Linked DNA regions of Anas platyrhynchos: region 2 is linked to region 1. The links are chromatin contacts, called in public Hi-C maps. All regions are on one chromosome and are shown on one strand. The core of a region is the stretch at or near the end of the contact, and the rest is flanking DNA. Distances in the headings are between cores, read along the strand shown.

The links. A called contact is a pair of places that touch in the nucleus more often than the background predicts.
Region 2: a Hi-C map of subcutaneous adipose tissue shows a contact between it and region 1, with 2.4 times the contacts expected there. The contact joins the enhancer-like site here to the promoter of GAB1 in region 1. A contact is called at or near these places in 2 of 8 Hi-C or Micro-C datasets (skeletal muscle and subcutaneous adipose tissue).

What each region holds. Positions count from the first base shown.
Region 1 is chr4:38,872,255-38,875,796 of IASCAAS_PekinDuck_T2T, reverse strand. It overlaps GAB1 (GRB2 associated binding protein 1), which reads left to right and starts at 1,596. Exons shown (of 12, transcript XM_038177970.2): 1 at 1,596-2,151. The coding sequence starts at 2,080.
Region 2 is chr4:38,916,454-38,919,889 of IASCAAS_PekinDuck_T2T, reverse strand. No RefSeq gene overlaps it. Among named protein-coding and RNA genes, the nearest start is that of USP38, 31 kb to the left of the region's middle. Within about 2 kb of position 2,064, at least 1 of the 8 cell types and tissues checked has an H3K27ac peak or open chromatin away from gene starts, as enhancers often do. A contact at or near this core is called in subcutaneous adipose tissue, where this site is marked.

The DNA of each region.
Region 1 (3,542 bases), core at 347-2,846:
AATGACAATGGTATTTTTAGTATGTTCACACCCATTCTATGTGATTGTGCTCTGATAATACTAAATTGTCTCCAGGTTTCTAAAGAAAACTGGACAATTTTGTGGTCTTATCTGACATTTGGAAGTAAACTCAAATGTCAGGATTCTTAAAAAACTGCATTAGCAACTTAAGTGAGGTATAGTGAAACCCAGCTTGAAATCTAAACCTAACACTACAATTTCAAGTTATGCTACCAGCTGCATGCATCATGTCACTTTCCTCATTATTCCTGTCAATAGCACAATGAGGCAATTGCGAGGATGTTGTGTAGAAATGTCAGTGAGGGTGTTTCGGATGCTAGGATGTGTGCACTTCTTAACATTGACAAAGCACATAATTAACCTATTTTCTCTTTTTAAATGTTTTTGGCAAAAAAAAAATAATATGTATATATATATATTTGCTCGTTGATGATCTTTCTTTTACCAGTGAATAGCATTTCACCTGTCATAACACTTCAAGGATTAATGAAAATAATTATGTGCGAAGATTTACAGTGAATTGATGTACTGGTTTTAATCCCTTCAGGCTTTCACCTTTAATTTTCCTGTTATTTCTGCAAATGATCCCATTAAAACGATACAGACGTTGCTTTGCAGCTCTTTAATGTGATACACCTTGATGGATCAGAGCAAGCGGAACAACACGCTGCCTTCAACAAAGGCACACTAGGGGGACTAGCTCTCTGTGCTGGAAGAGCACTGTTGCTAGCAAACAACACAGCAGTCCCATCCCAGAAGGCTGCAATTAAATAATCTGTAAAATAATAAAGCAATAATCATAATAAAAGACTTTTTATTAGGAGATACTTTTCGGCGGAGTGCAAAAGACGGAGAGCACTATCAGCAGACTCGCTCCGGAGAGGAGTGGCTCTGCCGTTTGCCTTTTCTGCTCTCAGAGACCAACTTTGTATGTGGAGATTTTTTTTCATAATAATTATTTTTTTTTCCGTCAAGGCAGTTTGAAACTTGCTAAGAGGAGTTTACTTCTGCTGAGGTGCTTTTAATGCACTTTTAAAAGTTTATTTTACTGAGGTGTTTTTTATGCAGATTTTTTAGTTTTTGTTTGTTTGTTTCTCATCTCAAACGAAAGATTTTGCGGTGCGTTTCACAGAATTCACCAACATTTGGGCGCCGGCTGTAACATTTCTTCTCCACACAGCCACCCGGCCGTGGCAGCCGGGACCCCCTCACCGCCCCGCCGCTCCCCACGCCCCCAAACCGGCCCTAAAACCGGACCGGCTGGGCTGGGGGCGGCGGGGCTGCGTTTTTCGGTGTGTTAGTGTGCCGGTTTATCGCTTTTTCCCCTCTTTTTCCTCCCCTCAGCCAAGGGCCCACTCCCCCCTCACGGCCGCAGCCGGCGGCGCCTACAGCTCCCAGGATCCCTCGGGGATGGCGGTCCCGCCTCTCCCCTGCCAGCCCTTGTTGTTGGGAATGGCGGGGGGGGGGGTGCCGTGCCCGGCCCCCTAATGGCCGGCAGGGGGAGGACCCGGCCCCGCCGTGCGCTCGGGCCGCTCCCCTCGGAGGAGGAGGAGGAGGAGGAAGGGGAAGGGGCGAGCCCAGCCCAGCTCGCGGAGCCGCTGAGCGAGGGGAGTGGAAGGAGAGGGGGAGCCCCCAGCGGGAGGATCCCGGGGGGGCGGCGCCGGCTGAGGCGGGGCGGCGGCTGGATCCTGCCCCGGGACGGCGGAGCCCAAGTTGCGGCGGGGCGGCGGCCGCCCCTGTCTGCCTGCCTGCCGCTGCCGGGGCCAGCAGGAGGAGGAGGAGGAGGAAGGGGGGAGCCTCCCGCCTCAGCCCCGCTGCCCCTCCGCTTGTTGTGCGTGAGAGCCAGACACACACACGCCGCTCCCCGTCCCTCCTCCCTCCCTCTCTCCCTTCTTCCCTCCCTCCCCTTCCCTCGCCCCGCACAGCCCCAGGAGGCCGGAGCGGGCGCGGCGCTGCCGCCGCGTCTCGGGGCTCCCTCGGCCCGGCCCGGAGGAGGAGGACGAGGAGGAGGAAGAGGAGGACGAGGAGCGCCCCGGCGGAGGGGCGGGCGGCCCAGCCATGAGCGGCGGGGAGGTGGTCTGCTCGGGCTGGCTCCGAAAGTCGCCACCGGAGAAGAAGTTGAAGCGCTACGTGAGTGCCCTCGCCCTCCTTCTCTTCGTTTCCCTTCGTTTCCCTTCCCTTCTCTCCCCTTCCCCGCGTCCCCCCTCGCCCTGCCCGGCCTCCTTCGCCCCGTCCCTCCCGGCCGGGCCCGGCGCCTTTCGCCCGCTCCCGCAGCCCGCCGGGCTCCCCCCGTCCCTCTCTTTCCCTCCCCTCCCTTTCCCTTTTTTCTTCTTTTTTCCCCAACTCCTTTCTGCTTTCCCCCTCGAAACGCCGAGCGGTCAGCTCTGCCCTGCCGCGGCTTTATCGCCTTTCCCAGCAGAGTGGGGAGAGGGGCGGAGTTTTTCCGCCTTCCCCGGGGCTCCGGGCTCGGGATATTTCGGGTTTTTTGCCTCTAAACACCGCTGCCCCGGCCCCAGGCGGCCCCCCCAGGCGGGGATGCCCCGGGAGCGCTCCCCGCAGGGCCGGGGGAGCCTTTGCCCTTGGGACCGGAGCCCTGCAGGAGGAGGGAGCTGCAAGCCAAGTGCCTTTTCCTCGTGTTTCCCCCAGCTGCCCGCCGGTGCTCAGGAGGAAATATTTTAGCGGAGCCGAGCCGGAGCTCGCAGGAAAATGGAGCGTGTTTGCTGAGAGGGCAGATTTCGTGACAGGGCAGCGGCCAGGCTGCTGGTGCTGCTCGGGGCTGGCGGCGACGCTGCTGTCAAGTCACGTAGGAGGCAGGGGTGATGCCAGAAGTCAGCTCTGCTCAGCCCTTTCCCATTGGCACCGCCGCAGCCTCATGGTATCTGTGTAATTGGTACAAAATGTGTTTATTTTTATTTTTTTTTCCTCTCTTTCCGTCTTTGTTTAGCCCGTTGGGTGGTATTTAAGTAGGAACGGCCCTCGCAGCTCGGCGTCGTTTGGAGGCAGCTCAGCCTTTGCTTGAGAGCTGAACCTCAACGCAGCCCGGCTGCTTTCCGTCCGCTGGCGATTCACGGCCCCTTCTTGGAAAGGAGCTGTTGTGGGCAACTTGTTAAATGGCAGGGCATTGATGAAATCGGCTCTTAAAGTTAGTTATTAAAAATAATAATAATAAAAAAATAGCCCCTTCACCGGTTCCCAGTGACAAAAACCCTGCTCTCGCCAAGGGCACAGGATCAGACATACGAGAATGACCTGATGGGTCACGGGAGGGCTGTGCTTCCCCCGCTGAATCGGACACAGGCTGTATTTTGGCTGAGCCTCTGAGTGTGTATTCAGAGCATGCCGCTTCACCAGTGTGCAAGAAGTGGGAAAACTATTAGTGTTTTTAAAGTTTGAGTTAATTTCCCACTCAAGCCCTAAATCGTGTACAGTTACACTGTCTGTTAGTGGAAGAAAGTGTAAGTGAGAGTTGGCTGCCCTAAATCAATGCCGTAAATCATTCCCTAATATTTTAGCTTTTTTCC
Region 2 (3,436 bases), core at 815-3,314, 44 kb before region 1:
CTCTTTCACATTCCCCATCCCACACTATGGGAATGGGCATAAATCTCCAGCTTTGGGGAGGATTTGATGAAAGGAAAACAACCAAATGATTTTCAAAAAGGGGAGGGAGAAGCTGGAAAGAAGTGTAAGCAAGAGCTTCAGAGGGTGTGGGTATGCAAAGTTGTGGATTTCCTATTCTTTGAGACCAAAGAGAAGATGTTTAAGCAAAAACTTACCAACTTTAGATGTCCTGTATACATTAAAAAAAAAAAAAATACGTGGGAAAAAGGTGTAGCAGCTGTTTGGTCAAGTTAATTGTGACCTTGCATGTATTTTCATGATTATTTGAGCCAAACTAATGTCTGGCCTTCTGTCCATCTGCACTCTCCATTCAAAGAAATTTGTTTGGATAAAAGTAAGTATTCTGAGGTTTGTCTTAATCTCTCTTGGAAATAGTTGCTGATTTTTTTTCCAAGCAACTCTTCTGCCTGAATATGCTACCCATTTATTTTTTTTTTTTGAAGGATGATATATACTCTTAAATGAAAAGGTGTGTGTAATACAAATTACTCAAATCCAATGTATTATATAAGAAGAAGGCTGACAAATGGTGAACAAAACACTGGTAGAAAGATTAAAATGAAGCCAAGAGGGTAAATGACCTTGTCTTGAAATCCTTTTGAATCCCAGCATTCTTAAGATGGATATTCTACAGATCACTAGGACCTAACAATATTGCTTCACTTTACTCCCCTACCCATTTAAGTACTGTCATGGAAAACTGAGGGAGTGCAGCCAGAGGCTTACTGCACACGAGAAATAATCACCGAACGGTGATATTTTGATAGCTTCATCAGTGGCGTTTAGTAATGCTTTTTGGTTTTTACCAGTTGGGCCATATAAGTCAGGTAACTCTAATCTTACTCTCCCTCAAACAATATCTGGGTGAGTAAGTTACAATACTTCAGAAATGCTTCCTGTTAGGACTCCATCACTGATGACTTCACTCTTCCCATCCCCTCCTTGTTTCCCTTCCAGCTGCCTCATGTTCTCCTATGCTAAACTCTGCAGGATGCAGACTATGCTGCATGTGTCAGTACAGGGCTGTGCATAATGGTGTTTCATTCTCCGTTAGCTTTTAAACATTACTGTAAGTAACAAACTTAGTTCCTGAATGTATCCGAAACTCAGGATAACAGAAATGGAATTAAAAACTTAAAATGAACTGTTGAGTCTGCATAACCTGAGGTGACTTTGTTTGAAGTTCCTGTTTTGCATGTGAAGATTCAGGCAAGTGGCAGTGAAAGTAAAAAAAGTTTTGTGTTTCTTTAGCCCTTTGTTAAGAGCTCCTGCTAAAAACTCTGTAAGCTCACTGGTAGAAGGAAGTAATGATGTAGTGGCAGGTATGCTTTGGGTATTTGTAGGGAATTGCTTTATTAAGAGGTTCTCACAAAGGCCAATCACTACTCCCTTTTATGCAAAGTCTTGTGGTTGCAGGTGCTTGAACCATCAACACTTCAATGCCAAATTAAGTGTTTTGTGTTTGGCTCTAAGTAATACTGAACCACAGGGCAGTGCAATCGTTCTGCTGCTGGTGTGGCTCAGTGATTCAGTGCTGGCTGTAGGGAATGCCAAATCATGGGTTGTCTTATTCAGAGGGAGCAATGGGCACTAATGTGTTGGATAACAGCGAACTTTACTTCATGTTCTTCACCTGGAAGTCACAACGAACTACGTGATCCCACTTCACGTAGTGGTCTGACCACCAAGTAAAGCTTGCTAAGTGTGTGTAGGGTATGTGAAGTGATGAAGATGCTTGTTCTCTGTCTTCCAAATGTACCACTATACCGCTATTTTTCAGGACATAGGAGCTCTTAATCTAATTTCAGTTGTTAGCTGTACACAAACCTATGCATACTGGTATAGTACGTGAAGAACAGGAAGGAGAACTTAAAATTAAAACTACCCTGACCTGAGTATTTGTGCAATCGTTTGAAGCTGTTCCTACACCCCTTTGTAGTTGGGATCCAGGATGCTATATTAATTTTGAAGTAATTATGTGTTTATCCAGTAGAGAGCACTAATGATACTACTATCTTTTAAATGACATTGCTGTAAAAGTATGCTGTGTTCTGAGCTTTGGAGCACTTGCTGGGATTTAGACTAAAGCTTTTTCAAATGTAGTGCATGGCTGAAACTCTGCTGAATAGTTACAATGGAAGGCATGTAAAAACGGTCTGCTGGAACTCCTATACTATTAGGAACTATTACTGTTAACTACATGCTATACTATTACAGCTCAAAAATGTAGCAGTACTCAAGTGTCACCTCTGCATGAAGTTGCTAAGTGAAGGTTAACTTTGAAGTCAGTCAGCATCCTTCTTTGGCTCATGACAGACTGAGTCAGGATAAACAGCTGCTGGTTGATGCAGCAGGTGTCTTAAAGGTCTTGGGGAAGTCAATGGTATGAACAAGGTGGTTATTGCCTCTTTGCAGGTGAGACCTTCTACACTGATGTGGCAAAAAAGGCATTAGTAACTAATGTTTTGGTGGCTCACTTCCTTCAGAGGCAGGACAGCTGAGCTGTGCATGAGATGGCTTACTGAAGTTAAAATGTTGGTCTTGATGCTTGATGTAGCGTGAGACAGAGCCCAAGTTATCTTTGAGATGTCAAAGGGGGTTTGTGGCCAGAAATTTAAAAACAACCCCTTTACTTAGTTTGTGAGAAAGCTAGATGGAGTCAATGAGAGAATGTAAAGCACAGACCCATAATAATGGCTTCAAAATAACTTCGGAAGAGTATCTTAAATTCGTGTCTTGAGTAAGACCTCTTGCCATGCAGTCCAACTGAATGGGTTATAATAGCTCAGAGCTTGTGTTACCTTAGTTTCAGAGCATGAAGATGCTGCCCAGAGGAGAAGGTGTTAGAATTCTTCTTTAGGGTAATAAAAGAATTTTAATTATGTGACCAGTATAAATTAATCTTCCTAAATGCACAGACAGTGTGAAACAATCATGCTGAGAGAAGTATGAGTTACAGGAATTCATTCAGTCTTGAATGTATTTAAGAATAACTGTCTGGAGGCAATATCTTTATTATGTTATTTTTAAGGACTTAAAGAAAAAACCAACAGCCACGCTATGGAGCTGCGCATGGACTCTTAATGTTACCTCTGGGCTTGTTGTATTCACTGATGTGTGGTTTGAACTCTGAGACTGCAGCATTATCTCAGAAACAACTTCTAATTTTAATGTTTGCCGCTTCTAATAGAGGAGATTCTGTTCAACACGTGGGGGGAAGAGGATCTGAGTGTGACTAAGATACCATCTTCTGTAAATCAGGGCTAACATGCACATTTCATTGCTCAAGTGGGAAAAATTTGTGTTACAAGAGAGATTTAAAATTCTTAATTGTAAGCCATTTCTAGCTACAGCTGGTATACTGCTCTTGGGAACT